Linked DNA regions of Zea mays: all the other regions are linked to region 3. A link is a contact called in public Hi-C data. All regions are on one chromosome and are shown on one strand. The core of a region is the stretch at or near the end of the contact, and the rest is flanking DNA. Distances in the headings are between cores, read along the strand shown. Region 1 holds the start of LOC103635867. Region 2 holds the start of LOC100217045. Region 3 holds the start of LOC103635871 (protein IQ-DOMAIN 14).

The links. A called contact is a pair of places that touch in the nucleus more often than the background predicts.
Region 1: a Hi-C map of endosperm shows a contact between it and region 3, with 3 times the contacts expected there. The contact joins the promoter of LOC103635867 here to the promoter of LOC103635871 in region 3. A contact is called at or near these places in 2 of 25 Hi-C or Micro-C datasets (ear and endosperm).
Region 2: a contact with region 3 is called in a Hi-C map of ear, with 2.0 times the contacts expected there. The contact joins the promoter of LOC100217045 here to the promoter of LOC103635871 in region 3. A contact is called at or near these places in 3 of 25 Hi-C or Micro-C datasets (ear, leaf and tassel).

Annotation. Positions count from the first base shown.
Region 1 is chr8:127,612,573-127,615,768 of Zm-B73-REFERENCE-NAM-5.0, reverse strand. LOC103635867 reads right to left here and starts at 1,572. Exons shown (of 1, transcript NM_001362851.1): 1 at 546-1,572. The coding sequence starts at 1,464. The coding sequence ends at 706.
Region 2 is chr8:127,667,753-127,671,132 of Zm-B73-REFERENCE-NAM-5.0, reverse strand. LOC100217045 reads left to right here and starts at 1,570. Exons shown (of 7, transcript NM_001143417.1): 1 at 1,570-1,723; 2 at 1,821-2,021. It overlaps LOC118473137, which reads left to right and starts at 1,533. Exons shown (of 3, transcript XM_035961798.1): 1 at 1,533-1,702; 2 at 1,833-2,021. The coding sequence starts at 1,586.
Region 3 is chr8:127,815,706-127,818,862 of Zm-B73-REFERENCE-NAM-5.0, reverse strand. It overlaps LOC103635871 (protein IQ-DOMAIN 14), which reads left to right and starts at 1,320. Exons shown (of 3, transcript NM_001362606.1): 1 at 1,320-2,177; 2 at 2,677-2,826; 3 at 2,937-3,157. The coding sequence starts at 1,899.

The DNA.
Region 1 (3,196 bases), core at 323-2,822, 200 kb after region 3:
TGCTCAATTATTTCCTCACTTGGTTGGTGCTCAAATGCTAGCTAGGGATCGCAGATCGGAAATGATCAACGGAGGCAGTGCCTTGTTCACTTGCTGTTGTTTATGTGTCGTACCAACGTACGTGGGTTACCCTGAAGCCGACACAAATTCCAGTGCAATGCAAATTTCATTCAGGAAAGCATGCACGCGGCTTCCTCTGCAACACCAGCATTATTTATAGGCGACAAAATTGACTGCAAATTAAAACTGCGGTTTTCTTCCACAACACCGGAACCAAACCGAGCCCACTCAACTCCTCCATCGGGCCGGCAATCCTAAACACAAATAAAATGCGTTTATTTCAGCACACATTTAGCCCTCACCTATATATATATGCATGGAAACGTAGAACCCAAGTAGCAAGTCCTAATAAGAAAAACTGAAAGAATGACAAACAAGTCCAATGCAACGAGTGTTGTGTTCATTATTGTTCAAGTCGATCTTGAAGGTAGCAAAAAATAAATAAAAAAAATCAAGCACTGCAATTCATATACATGAAAGGAAAAAAAAAGTACTACTGCCGTATGAAAATGTTCGCATCTCCTCCAAGGAATGTACCCTTATCTAATACACGTAATCCATGCATACATGACTAATAATCACAATCACAACAAAACCATAAGACTAGACTAGAGGCGGCAATGGCACTGCTTCTCTTCTGCGCCCCTACCTTATCTGACCCAGCTGCCCGTGCTGCTGCTGCGTCCGCAGCTGCTCGTGGAACCACATGATGAACTCGCCGGCGCGCCTGTCCACCGCGCTCCTCAATTCCTCGTTATTGTCCTCCTCCCTCGCCAGGTACGGCGAGTCCGTGATCCGCACCTGACGCGGCGCCGGGGCGTCCAGGCCCAGCCCCAGATCGCCGTCCGCCGCCTCCTCGACCTCGACGTCGTCCATGAGCGCGAACAGCCTCGTCACCGCCGCGGCCGAGACGTGCCGCTCCGGCTCCGGCTCCGGCTCCGACGGGTGGCCGCGGCTCTGATGCAGGCGCAGGCGGCGCCGGCGCGTGTGCATCGGCGTGCTCTTGCAGCTGAACTCCACCTCGCGGGGACGGTACTGGTACTTGCTGCGCACGGCGGCGGCGGGGTCCAAGGACCGGCACGACAGGGACGACGGGGCCGCGAGCCTCGACGACGCGCGGCCGTGGCCGTGCGGATACGGGTGCACCACCGCGGCAGCGGGGTCCATGGACCGGCACGACATGTACGTCAGCGCCGGGTTCTGCTCCCGCCCCCGCGCGGCGAGGCGGCGGCGGCGCTTGCTGCTGGAGAGGAGGCGGTGCATGTGGACGCCGAGCGCCGCGAGCTTCGGCTGGTGCTTCTTGACGAGGACGAGGTAGACGGCTTGCACCCCGCGCCACAGCTTCTTGGAGGGGCATGGCGGTCCACCGCTTGCCTCCGTTGGCGACGACTGACCGCTGCTCATCGATCTCGATCTCTCGCCTCCTGTTTCTTCCTTTTTCTCGTTTCGGAAACTGCCGGCGATCGTGTGTGGCCTTGTCGCCCAGGAATCGACGGTGTGTGTGTGGTGAAGGGATGGAACGAATGACTGGAGAGGAGGTGGGAGGGAAAGGTATTTAAAGGCAGCAGGAGGCGACATTAACGGTGGCCGTTTCAAATTGTTATACGGCGCTCGTGCGCCACATCCGCCACCTTCTTTGTTGCCATTTTAAAAAGTTAATTCTCTGCTCAACAAGCATTTTCTTCTTCCAGGCAGAAGTGCAGCAGGCTCGATTTGTGCAGCCCCGACTGATCTTCCCGTCAACGTGGTAGCCTCCATCCCTAATCATACGAGCCTACACTCCCTCAGGATTCAACAAAACCCTGAATCAATTTTGATGTAATAAAAACACGATTACAAAAATACTCTTCGCTTCCCCAAGTATATTGCTCATGCACAGTACAGCTCGAAGTTTCTGTCATACTCGATACAGTTTGTTAAGCAATAACGACTCAGATTCTTGCTGAAAGTTGTGTGCAACTAACTCTACAAATGTCTACTCCTAAATCCAGGCATGTAAAACATGCATTGCGTGTATGGCTCCACAATTTGGATACTGTTTTTTTTTCCTGGGGAGTGTAAGCTTCAGCCAGATATTTGCTTGGCTCATTGAAGTCTGTCTGGATCTAGACCCATAACGGCGACAGGTGCCCGCCGGGGTGATGACCAAGTGAGTGACTGATCAGCAAGAGATTACACAGACCTGTCTGTTGGGCAGAATTTTCAGCGTGTTTGGTTCTAGCTACAATTTACCACGACTCAAAATAGGTAAGTCTGCCAGGTCATAGAAGTGTGGTAGAAAATTTGGAGCCACATTTATTTGCTATGACTAAGAGCTAGTTTGGAACCCTATTTTCCCAAGGAAAATGAATTAATTTTCCTTGAAAAAATATTAATCCCTTGGAAAAATGGGTTTCTCAAACTAGCTCTAAAAGAATTTTACCATACCTTTTTACTCTATGATATATGGAATCTACAATAATATTGCAAAAGTTCAGTTGTGAACTAAACACTTGTCAAATTGGTCAAACTTGCATAAGGTAAAGTCTCAACCAAACATGTCCAGCCACACTTCAATTTGTCCGGTGTCTTGTTACTGTAATCAATAAGTAGGACCGAGTGAGGGCACATGCCCCCACTCATTTCTTTGTTCCAAGTACTAGAGTCTAGGTTTTCACCATAAGGTTTCCTAATCAACCTAATTTAGATGCTCCTGCTCTAGTTTTTTGGTGCTCGTCTTTACAAATATGCCCTCAATCATATTTTGTCACGGGTTAGTTTGCAAGTGAATAAAGATTCTGATAAGGTTAGGCTCTCCGTGGAAGAGTTTCTGTTGAGTCTTCTACCAACTTAGGGCGGCGTGTTCGTTTCTGGCGGTTCAGTCTGTTCCAAGCCTCATTCCAGATGGAAACAATCGGCCCGATTTGTACTTGGGTCGTTCCATTTCTTACTGTTTGTTTCGATCCGAATTAAAAACGAATCTGCTTCGGTTCAGAGTTTCTCCTTCCCTCGCAGGCTCGGTACCAATCCCGGTCGCGTGCCCCTCCGAATCGAATCTTGGCGAGGCGAGACAACTACACGTCACGAGATAATATCAGTTTTGTTGTGAAACAAGTGTTTCTATTCCTGCTTGAAACAAACAACCATCATATGTTCT
Region 2 (3,380 bases), core at 321-2,820, 150 kb after region 3:
ATGGGTATGGGTATGGAATGGTAATACCCAATGGGTATAAACTCGTTGCCATCCCTTCCTGAGAACGAGAATTGATAGCAAATGCTTGGTACTCATAGCAATTCCCACTTGGGCAGTTATAGGAGATGAGTTGAGCCTCGTTATCATCCAGTCCTGCAATATGGAGCCCAACACGATAAGTATTAATGGTTCGTTTGGACCCTAGGAGCTAAAACAAAAGTAATTAAAGTTTAGACACTTAGAAGCTAACGATCTAAACAAAAAGAACTAAAAGTGACTAAAATAGTAAAAATGTATCAATTTAGTTACTTTTAACTATCCTTGTTTGGATCTTTAGCTCCAAAGGGACTAAATTGTAGTCACTTTTATTTTAGCTCATAGAATCTGACAGTCCCTGAGAGTGTATTTGGGTGAGTTGTGGTCTTTGAAAAAAGTGGTTGTGGGATATGAGTTGTAGGTTATAGAAAAATAATGGTAAGTTATGAGCTATGTGGAAGTTGAAATCCGTTTAATTTAACATCAGTGTCTTTTAAAAAAACTATTGTCATTTATCTCAATGACAAGCAGACTTTGTGTGTCTACCTCATCTTCTTTCTTCGAATGGATCTATGGCCAAGGTCGTGCTTGCCTACTAGTAGATCCACACTCGCCTGTATGATGTTCTAGGTTGTTTAGTCATGATCACGGTGAAGTTTGAGGACGCCATCGTAATGAACTAACAAAAAAATCTATCACACTCATACATGATTTTGACTACACTTAGTTTCCAAAATTGTTCGCTTTAGATTAAAACTAGTTATTCAGATTACCGCAAAGAGATAAAATATTGTAGAATCAGTAGAATCGATACGAATTAAAGCTAAGTGAATCAATACAAAGTTCACGTGAAAAAAATGAGTACGCGCACTACCGGTCCGCAACTTAAACAGGTACCTCATGTCGCCTAATCATAAACTGCATTATTTTAGTCCTTGTTAAAGGTATGCCGTACCGTCCATATACTGACAAAGTGCACTATTTTTATACTTGTCAAGATGTGTCACATTGATCCTCTGGACAAACGGATCTGACGTCATGCTGATGACATACTAAATATATACTGATATGGATCCAAACGGGTGTCGGCAATGGTCATCTAAACTTAAAATTAGTTTTTGAATCTTATCATTGTAAAATATAGTAGAAAAACATATTTAAAATTTATTCTTCACATAATAAAATTAATCAAACCAAGATAAAAAGCAGCACACCTAGAAAATCAATTTCATAAAGTTGTAAAAAATAGTATAATTAAATTGCAAATAACTTAATAAGATGTAAAAATATATAATTTATAAAATATCTCGTTTCTTAGTTAAGTCATTGCTAATTTAACTAAATAAAATTTCTTTATAATTTTTCAAACCAAATTTCCTATAGGTTTTACTTTTATTCTTTCATCAGGCCCACGTCTTCACGGCCCAATCATCACTCGTCCTATCCTGGCAGCCCGATTCTGTGGCCCGCCCCCTCTCAGTAAAACAAATCGCGGCCTAGCTGTCCTCCGCGGCTCCGCCACAGTGTCCATCCGCTGCGGCGCAGTCCCATGCGCGGCGTCCACTCGCCGGCGGCCCAACTTCTCAAGCCTTCACTCCTACGCGCGCTTCGCCTTCCCCTCTCCTGGAAGGGAGACGGCCATTCTCACCCGTGCTCCGGATTTGTGGTAGTTCAACTTCAACCGTGTGTAATCACCCCCCCCCCCCCCCCCCCCCGAGCATTTGTGTGATTATTTCTTCGAGATTCCAGTGCTAAGTTGCATTTGCGTCCACGCTGATCTACAGTAAACTGAGCAGGTGACGGACGTATTGCTCGGAGTTTGGGGACCAGTCAATTATGGAGGTTACTGGAGGCCCCGGTCCAAGAATCTTGTGTTGCCTGTACAGTGTAGCCATCGCTGCCGCTTTGCCCCCAAATATGGATGCCACTGGAGAGAATGTGCTGTGTGCCTTCACATCAACCAAGGAATCAAGATATCTAAAGAGGTAGTGTATTCACTCGACACACACTGTCAATACCAACACGACAAGATTGCCCAACTTGGGTATTCGTTTGCATTTTGTTGATGAATTCATTTTGCATTTTTTTTCCAGTTAAATAGACCATCGAGGTAGCCTTTCAATGCCACTAGAAGCACGTCACGTGCATCGCTGAATAGATTCTCAACTTGTGTCGTGTGCTATGCAGCTCCTTTTGGTGATGCTTGGACATGGACGGTCTGAGTTCTTACTAAGCGATACAATTGCATGATACAATACTACTTGTCTGCGGAACATACACCATTTCTTAGTATGGCTGCAGATTCAATTAGGCTTTAGGATTGAAATCTTAGTCTCAAAAGGCAATTCAACAATATATACGAAAAAAACAAGGATCTCCCAAAGGCAAAATAGATTGGAAATTTTTTCCATATTAGAGTGTGGTGCCAATCCAATCTTCAACTGTAAAAATCTTATGTCACACAATCGCACTAAGTGATGTTGTTTAAGCTACAGAAAGTTGCATTTGTGGTTATGAACCTGCTATGAAGGGCATGCTGCTGGTAGAAGCCATTGCTAATTTGCTATAGATAGAGTGATAGACTTACTCGTTACACGTACACATGAGGATATGTATGCCATGTCTATGGTGCTTCAGGCCACGGTCAGAGAATCTCATCATATGACAGTGGTCCAGCATCTATGATATCCTGCTCATTGGATGCAACAAAAAAAAAACCTTTTAGTCCCAAGCAAGTTAGGGTAGGCTATCCTGCTCAATGGGTGCAACAAGTAAAATCTTATATGAAGTGTGTAACACTTAACACTTCAATAAAGCCATCCAAGTAAACCATTCTCTTACAATTTTCAGAAAGTTGAAATGAACAAAAGAAAAACTGAGCACTATTTCAAGGGGTGAATAGTCGACAGATTATTATTTCAACATACAATAGGCAGCAGCAATTACCGGTTTACCACATGGTGTCAATATTTCAGTATGATGACCATGAGTCTTTATCACATTTATTATGATTAATCATACGTTTCATATCAGGCCACACCATAAATGACATGTTACATACTCTAAATCAAGCTACTAATTTTCATCTATTTCTAGGTGTAAATACAAAGCATTGGTGTAAGCATGTATCATAATGGTTTTGCTGCTGCTTTTTTAGAAACACAGCAGATGGATGTTACACTTTTCAAATCTTTAGTGTGAATGTATGTATATAACTACTCCCTCCATTATAAACAGTAAGTCGTTTTGGCTTTTTAAGATACATAGCTTTTATGATGTATTTAGACATAGCGTATATCTAGGTACATAGCAAAAGCTATGTAAGTAATAAAAACACAAAGAAT
Region 3 (3,157 bases), core at 71-2,570:
AGCAGCAGCGCACGTCTGCACTGCAGCAGTGCCGCTGCAGCACTGCGCTTTCATAACGGAAATGGATAGCCTGCCCGGTGCAGGGTGGCCTCCCGGAGCTGCGCTTGTCAGGTCCCGGGTTGACGAAACTGAACGCGGCGCACTCCAAATGTCCCAACAGTCGCGGCAGGTCTAGCTCTAGCACTCCATTTCTGCTTCAACCGAGCCGAGAACACAACGCAGCAACGGGACCGGGGCCACAGGACAGGAGAGCGAGCGGCAGCTGTCCGTCAGCGGGAGTCTGTGCAGTGCAGAACCGATGGAAGGAATCGAAATCGAAATCGAAGCAAGCGGGACCAGGCACAGGCAGGAGCAATGCAAGACCGGATCAGCGTTCGGCCTGCCTGCCTGCCTGCCTCGGCCTTCCTTTATGGCCCGCAGCACGGCACGGACGGGGCAGAGATCTCGTACTAGCTAGCATTAGCCACAGATGGATCGCCCGTACTAGCCCTTTTTGATCGCGCCTTGCCTTCTTCAGTTCTTGTCCTCGAATCCCACATTACTCTGTCTCTACCGTGATGCCGCTATCGCTTTTGGCTCTCGGCTCGGCTAGCCGTAGGATCAATCGATCAATTCGGGGCTCCGTACGTACTGCCTGCCCGTACTAGCCTTTTTTATCGCGCCTTCTTCAGTTCATGGCGAACTGCTTCTGCTGCTGCCATGGATGCCGAGTGAAATGTCCGTCCCTGTCTGTCACCGGCGAGAACTGAGAAGCGAAACCGAAAGCGGCAGGGGCGACTGAGGAGGAAGAACGAAGCTGCCGTGACGCGGATCAGAACAGTGCCTCCTGCTCCTGCTCCGGCGACCGGACCGGAGCCGATACCGGAGAGAAAGGTGCCTGTGCCGGATTTCATTCGATCGGCGTCGTGGCCTCCCAGAAAGAAAAAAAACCATTTCATTTGCCGGGCGGATCGGATCTTGGCGCGGGCTCTTGGCCGGACGCGGCCGCGCCATCCAGCCAGCCAGCCAGCCGCCAAAAGCCGCGCGCCTCGCGGGGACGAGGCTTTTGAGGTGCGAATGATTGCTGGTTCGTCCAGCCGCCTCGTGCCGCGCGTGTTTTGAGCCCTGTTCTGTTCTGTTCCGGTCCCGGGCGGCTGCTAGCCTTGTTGCCTTGCTGGCTGCTACAGTGGGTTTCCTCTGCTCGTCTCGATCGGTCGGATCGAAGGTCGTTGGCTCGTGAAAAGGGCTTTCTTCCCCACCGGTCACCAGCCTTTTCCCCCCTTCCCTACCACTACTACTAGTACTACTATTCCGTTCCTCTCACGGCGTCTCCTGCTGCCCTGAGCACTGCCCCTCTCTGTGGTTCCCTGCTGCCACTACTACCCACTCCTCCTCCTCCTCTCCCTTGGCGCTACGCTTCTACTTTAAACTCTGCCTGCCTCTGCGCCGAGACCTTTCCTGCCCTTTTGGCCTCTCTCTGTTCTGTTCACTCCCCATGCTTCTTGGCCCGCAGGCCTCTGGAAAAAGCTTCTGCCCTTTTTTCCTTCCGGTGAACTAGTTAGTGAAGCTTCTTTTCTCGCTCTGTTCCTAAAGTTCCAAGTTCCTCGTCGGCCTGTGTGTTCCTGCCCTTGTATTGTATCTCAGATTGCAAGCCAGACCCTTTCGTTTCAAAAATCCTGTTTCCATAAAGCTGCAGCCCTTTTTGCTTCGACCAAGGGGCTTCCGGTCCTCTGCATCCGCACGGCACCGGCACCGGCACCGTGTGTTAGCTTTCAGGAAATCCCGAGCTGATCTCCGCGAGTTCCCATTCCCACGCTGTAGCTGTAGCTTGTAGTAGGGCTCTGTAGCCCTGCCCTGCCCAACCCAACGCTTGCATCGCAGCCGTTCCTGAAGCAGTGCAGCTCTACGAAAACCACGCCATGGGCCGCGCGATGAGGTGGCTCAAGAAGGTGCTCGCCGGCAGCAAGCACCAAGGGGACAGGGATCGCAAGGCGCAAAACGCCGCGTGCGCCGCCTTGCCGCCCGCGGAGAAGAGGCGGTGGAGCTTCGCCAAGCCGAGGAACAGCGTGGCTGACGGCGGCGCCCGGCGGCCCTCCGTCGCCGCCGGGGAGCTGTCGCAGGTGCGCCCGTGCAGCTGCGGCCAGGAGCGCGTGGCCGCCGCCGCCGTCGTCATCCAGAAGGCCTTCAGAGGATACTTGGTAAGTTGGTAGCCGAAACGCCTTCGTTCTTTCCTTGTGTTGGTGGTGATTCATTACCGCAGTGCATTTTTGTTTCCTTCACAAAAAAATGCACTGCTCAACCGAACGAAGGTTTAGTGGGTTTGGCCATTCGTTTGCTTTCTGTCGGTCCAAGAAACGAACGGATGAGTGAACAAGTAAGTGGGCATGAACTTGGCAGATTCTTCTGCGTTCGCATTGGACAGGAGATTTGACCTCACTCACTGCCCTCGATCCATGGCTGGTCGCTGCTGCTGTTCCTCTCCGCCGAGTCGACTCGTTTCGTTTGTTTAATTAATCCCTACTACTATAGAATAGATTATTATTCCGCCGATATTTTTGTTTATTGCTAGAGTGTGCTTCGTGAACTGCGCGGCGTGACGCACCTAGCCGTCACTCATCCCAGCCCAATTCTTTTCGGTTTCCGATGCGACCTGCAGCGTTAAATTTTTTTTTTTTTGAATTTTTTCGTGCAACGCAGGCTCGGAAGGCGCTCCGCGCTCTCAGGTCGCTGGTGAAGCTGCAGGCTCTGGTGCGTGGGTACCTGGCGAGGAAGCGGACCGCCATGACGCTGCGCAGGCTGCAGGCGCTCATGAGGCTCCAGGCGTCATCCCGGAGATCCGTCGAACAAGTGAGGGCTACTAATACCAGTCACATTTTAAAGCATGAATGAAAACGGATTTGTTTGTTTATATCTGACTCCGTTTGAAACATACTACTTGTTTGCGCTTGCGCTCAAAGGAGCGGATCGCCGCGCGGGTGAAGCCACTGGCCCTGCCCGCGGCGCACCGGCGGCGGCTGTCCGACGGCGGGGACGACCGCAGCCCGAGGATCGTGGAGATGGACACGTGCCAGCTCCGCTGCCGGTCGTCCCGGATCACGACGAGCCGCTACTTCCACGAGCCGGCGTGGTGCCTCCTGCAGGGGCCAGAGCAGGTCGAGCCTGCGCACCCGAAGACGAC